Regions from separate parts of the Mus musculus genome. Here region 2 is linked to region 1. Evidence: chromatin contacts called from public promoter capture Hi-C data. All regions are on one chromosome and are shown on one strand. Each heading gives the region's core, a stretch centred on a gene start, on an enhancer-like site or on the middle of the called end of the contact. The rest is flanking DNA. Distances are from core to core; before and after follow the strand shown. Region 1 holds the start of Rhoh (ras homolog family member H). Region 2 has its middle 13 kb from the start of 4930480C01Rik.

Region 1 (2,700 bases), core at 108-2,607:
TCCCCCTCTCCCCTCCCCTCTCCCCCTCTCCCCCTCCCCTCTCTCCCCCTCCCCCTCTCCCCCTCTCCCTCTCCCTCTCCCTCTCTCTGACAGGGTTTCTCTGTGTAGCCCTGACTGTCCTGGAACTCACTCTGTAGACCAGAACTCAGAGATTTGCCTGCCTCTGCCTCCAGAGTGCTGGGATTAGAGACGTGCCATTTAATCCCATTTAAAGTACCTAAGGCCTGGCTAATCCAATCTCATGTCTGCCTTAAGGTCTTTCTGCTGTTTGCCTACTTGGCACTCCGATATTTTGAGCAAGTTACCATCCTGGTCAGTAGCATTTATAGTGATTCAAGACTTAGGGTGGCGGGGCATGGGAAGGGGAGGGGGAGGGGAGGGGGGAGGGTGTTAATACTTCAGGAGAGTCAAATGGCTGGTTTAGGCAGTTTGACCATGGGGTTACATTGTGGCAGATGGTCTCTACACCTGGCTGGCACAGCGAGGAGGGACAAGTACAGTTGTGTTTTTAGTCAAATAATGAAACTCAGAGGGGTCAGAAAACAGCACAGGGTCTAGTACCTCCCGGCCCAGGTGCTGCTCTGTGGCGGTTACTTGACTTTTGCTATGCCCTTCATTTTTAAATTGTTACTAATACTGGCAGCACAACTCATTATTAATAAGGCAGAGTGATCCAGAGAACCCACCGACTGTCTCCTGCTGGGCTGGTGGTGAACTCCGTGTACAGCTGAGTTTTTTTTTTTTTTTTTACAGAGACTCTCTGTGAAGCTCTGGATGTTCTAGAATTCTCTATGTAGACCAGGCTGGCCTTGAACTCAAAGAACTCCACCTGCTTTTTGCCTCTTGAGCGCTGGAATTAAAGGCAGGTGCCATCATACCTGGGAAACCTGGAACTTCTGATCCTTCTGAACATTGGGATAACAGGTGTGTGCCAGGAACTATGGCTTTTATTCAGTACGGGGCACAAACACAGGGCCAGGCAAGTACGCTACCCATAGGCTCCATTCTCAGCCCGGAAGTTAAGTTCTTAGTTAAGTGCTTTTACTTAAGCTTAAGTTAACCGAGACCAGCCAGGACAGTGAAACCGATTTTCCTCTCTTGTTTCATTTCCTGAAAGAATCATCCCAGTTTCACCCCCTTTCCTTCCCTCAACAGGAGGGAATGGAGAGAGAGAAACGATCCAGAAAGGATAAAACGGTAATCAAACAGAAATCCAGCCGTGCAGCAAAAGCCCTATTTGGCCTCTTGCTTGGGTAGGTTTCACAGGCTCATGGAGGGAAACAAACGCACATGCGCACAGGCCCCTAAACCCACACAGGCGAAACCCCTTTGTGGAGAAGCCAGCCACAGGAAACTCACTTCGGCACAGGAACTTGCTAATCGCTTTTGTCACTTTCGGAGTGTTCCTCTGCCTCGGTCACCTCCGACACTGAGGCCCACCACCTTGGGCTGGACTCTGCCAGTCCGGTGTTGCAGCTTTTCCAACAGTGACTCATTGGGAGCCTTGGGGAAGAGAGAGAGAGAGAGAGGTAGACCTCAGGAGGGACTCTCAGCAGTAATAGATTTGAGCTACGTTAGCTTTTACATGGCGTGGAGAGCTACTTAGACTTCCGGAGTCAGTCATTTTGGTGATGAGACTTGGCATTCTACCCCAGGTAAGACTTTTGCCTCTTTAAAAATGTTTTTTCGGTGTCTCAGGAATCTCTGTGATTTTGTTAAGATTTTTTTCTTCTTCTTTAGGCTGAACATTGTAATGACCTTTTTTAATTTGTTGCAAAGTGTAGACTAAACTCAGAGATGGGGGTGTGTTCGGCCGTCTACCCCAACTCTAGAGTCTTAACAAGACACACTTTGGTTTTCTTTCTATTTTGCTTTGTTTTTGTTTTGAGATGAGGTCTTGGATAGCCTGGGCTGGCTGATGTGAAGTCAAAGATGGCCTTGAATTCCTGACCCTTCTGCTTCCACCTCCCAGGTGCAGGAGTTACAGGCATGTGCCACTGAGTCTTAGTTTCTAAGGTATTCCCATATGTTCTTGGGGCTGTGTCAGAGCTTGCTTGTGTGGGGACTTTAGACTTCATGCAGCAGTGTTTGATGAAGGAAATCTAAGGGCCCTCCAGCATCCACAGAGAGCAGCTTTAAAGTTATCTAGCTATGTAGAAAAAAAAAATCGAAATAAAAACCATATCCCAGAATTCCTATCTAGCTATTCTCAATCCCAATGGCCCCTTTCTGTACATTTCTAGATTAAATTTAGTTTCTCAGCAGGTTTCATGCTGTGCACTGCCAATAGATTGGCTGGGCTGTAACATCCACAGCAACAAAAGCTTGGGGGAAAATCACCGGTTTTAGGTGCTTCACTAAATTAAAGTTGTGACAGATGGGTTCAAGCGACCGGATCTAAGATGGTGCTGTGCATGAGAGAAGAGAAATATAAGGAAACCCGTCCTTCGGTGGACCTTCAAGTCTAGTAGTTACAGCGAAAGATACAGGTTAGGAAACAGTTGAAGAAGAAGCTGGGTCACAGAAGCTTTAACAGCTGTAGGGTTTCGAGAAGGGTTCTGGGAGTGAGCTGGAGTGCTCAGAAGGAAGGATGCTTATAAAGGATGGGGGCTTAGCAGGAAGCCTTAGGAAGGATGGGGGCTTAGCAGATGGAGAAGGGGAAGGTTGTTGTAGACTTGGAGGGCCATGTGGACTTTCCAT
Region 2 (2,700 bases), core at 196-2,695, 75 kb after region 1:
TACCAGCTATTGTGATTTACCCGAAGTTGACTGGATTCTTAAAATGAATGTTCCTTTTGCTTTCACAGTAGTTTAGAAAACACTGGGGGGCTGGCTATGAAGGCTGACACAGACTGCTCTTGCATGGGGCATGAGTTCTGTTTCTAGTGCCTACACCAGGTGACTCAGAACCACCTGTAATGTGACTCAAGTTCCAGGTGATCCGATGGCCCTGCCTCTGTGACATGTGCACATGCCTCCATTCCACCCCATATAATTTTTAAAGGACATTTTACACTAGCTTATAGATCCTGTATTAATTGTTATGATACATGGGTTGCTGCGACAAGACGGCTGTTCTCCCACAGATGGGGAAGTTAAGAGTGGAGACAGCTCACCCAAGGTCACACAGCCAGCAAGTGGCAGAGTTTAGGGTTTCTCTTACCCCGGCACCTGTCACCATTATTCTTAGAGATGAGAAGTCACTTGGACACATAGCACGCACTCCAGTTCAGATTGCCAGCTTCCCTCTGGGTTGTTTCCGACAGGTGCATTGTGACCCTCTGGGCATTTCAATGATGGTCCCCCCCGCCCCCGGCTTTTATTTCTGTCCTGGAATTTGCAGCCTTGACTCATGAGGAATGCATTCGGGAGCATTCAGGTTTAGGGAGACAGACATTCTTCTTCAGCGACAGAAGAGGAAGAAAAGGAAGAAGCAGAGAGAGCTCAGCTGAAGGGGAGGAATTGTTCTAGCAGGGGTGGGAGTCAGAGCCACTTCCCTCTGACCTGAAAGGCTGGGGGCTCCCCTCTGCCTCCTGTCTTGGGTCGAAGTAATTCTGCAGGTCAACCAGTTGCAATGCCAGCTTTTGTGAAAAGTCTCCTGAAATCTATCTAACTTGTTTGAATGTCATTTTCCTGTCTAGAAAACGGAGATGGTGATGTTGTCTTCTGCACTGGGCCAAAGAGGATTTAAGAGAGTAATTCACTAGCTGAAGCAATTTGATTTTCTACTGAGAGGTTCTATGCATGTATAAATGGTCACATATCAGTGATATTTACATATCAGTGACATGTAAATGACACATACAAATCATTATCAATTTTAAATTATCGATAACATTATCAATTATCAGTACATATCCGCTATATATATATATATATATAAATGATAATAAAATATCAGTCAAAATTTCAAAGATCTTAGTGATTAGCACAAGAGAACTTTAAGAAAACATTGGACATGTTGTAGCTATGACAAAAAGTAGATTCGAGAGAAGGAATGTCTAAGACCAGCACGTAAAAACAGTAGAACCAGCCTCCTTTTTTCAGGAAGTGACTCCATTTTGACAAAGTCTTGGGCAATATGACGTTGGACACAGAAACCCAGGAGACCTGAGTCTATACTGAGACCTGAAGTCATGTGCCTATGAGGAACCCTGGACGGTCATCTCCTGCTGCCCTCTGCTGGTCATGGGTGATTCCTGCATCTTGAGAGGAGGTTAGAGAGAACCTGTGTGCCACCACCCTTCCTGGCCCTCTCTTGCCTCTTCTTTTCCCATCCACAGTGGTCCCACTGAGGCTTGGCCTACAGCCTTCAAAGTGTCACTTTCTCTGCAGCATACCTAAAGGTCCCCCAGTTCTCCCTAAGTTCTTATAAACTGGCAGAGAATGCTGAGATGCTCAGGAGTAAAGAACCAGCGAGAGAGCTTTCCTGGAGAGCGTTTGTTCTAAAGAGTAAACATTTGTTTTAATGATTTAACAAAGCAAGTAAAGTCTGGCTTAGCAGTGCATGCCTATAACCCCAGCATTTCGGAGACTGAGGCAGAGGGATTGCGCTAAACTCAAGGCTACTTGGCTACATAATGCGTTCTAGGCCAAGCTTTGTCTAAAGTGAGACCATGAGACCATGTCAATAAACAAAAGTCAGAGGAAGTGAAATGCAGGCTAGCCTCAAACTCACAGAGATCCACCCGCCTTTGCCTCCTGAGTGCTGGGATTAAAGGCGTGCGCCACTGTGCCCAATGGCCCTCCTCTTTAAGAAGGAATCAAGCTTTTAGGGATGAAATCTTTTTATTTCTTTCGTGGTAATTCTGGAAGAAAATTTCAAAAAAAGTTTTACTTTTTTTTTGGTATGAGATTGATTTTATTTTACTTGAAAATGAAAAGCTGAAATTACTGGTTTTATAAAAAGTTTAAAAAATGTAGTTTTTGCTCATACAAATATAGGCAGCCAAAGGTAGGGGTGGTAACTCCAGGTACATCACTGGGGTCGTTCTACCTTTCTATGTGGGGGTAGATATGGGCAATATCCGTTGTATATGTAAGTAAATTTTTCAATAATGAATAAAAGATGAAAAACATATTGAATGAAAAAATTAGAGATAAACAATTCACAAATTTCAAATTGACACTGTTCTTAGTAGCATAATAAAATCTCCTGCTGGCCTGCCACCCAGGAGGGGAATTGCTCCTTTGTCCAGTGTATCAATTCTGTATGGTCCCTGCCCACTGGATACATAGTAGCCATCTCTTTGTCAGATCAACCGCCCACATCCCGTGGTACATGCATTTAAGTATCTCTCCCACACTAGCCTAAAGCTATGCTAATTTCATCTTTAGGCTCTGTATCCTCTCACATTGCTGGAAGAAGAGTGAATACAAACTGCAATTCAGTAATCAGGGCTTGGTGGCTCACTCCTCTAATCTCAGTACTTAGGTGGC

The links. Promoter capture Hi-C pulls out the DNA fragments that hold promoters and counts their contacts.
Region 2: a contact with region 1 is called in a promoter capture Hi-C map of the HPC-7 cell line, with 6 times the contacts expected there. The contact joins the enhancer-like site here to the promoter of Rhoh in region 1. A contact is called at or near these places in 28 of 39 promoter capture datasets (the 3T3-L1 cell line, 3T3-L1-derived adipocytes, the C10 cell line and 16 more), 3 of 15 datasets of contacts at CTCF or cohesin (embryonic stem cells, large pre-B cells and thymocytes), 53 of 484 Hi-C or Micro-C datasets (the AML12 cell line, B cells, the C10 cell line and 34 more), 26 of 115 datasets of contacts at active chromatin or transcription factors (the 230-238 cell line, CD8 T cells, DN3 thymocytes and 17 more) and 5 of 9 other capture datasets (adipose tissue, embryonic stem cells, liver and 2 more).

The regions. Positions count from the first base shown.
Region 1 is chr5:65,862,227-65,864,926 of GRCm38.p6, forward strand. It overlaps Rhoh (ras homolog family member H), which reads left to right and starts at 1,358. Exons shown (of 3, transcript NM_001081105.2): 1 at 1,358-1,655.
Region 2 is chr5:65,936,781-65,939,480 of GRCm38.p6, forward strand. It overlaps a transcript of Chrna9 not described here. Among named protein-coding and RNA genes, the nearest start is that of 4930480C01Rik, 13 kb to the right of the region's middle. Within about 2 kb of position 1,446, at least 37 of the 459 cell types and tissues checked have an H3K27ac peak or open chromatin away from gene starts, as enhancers often do. A contact at or near this core is called in B cells, CD8 T cells, the G1E-ER4 cell line and 11 more, where this site is marked.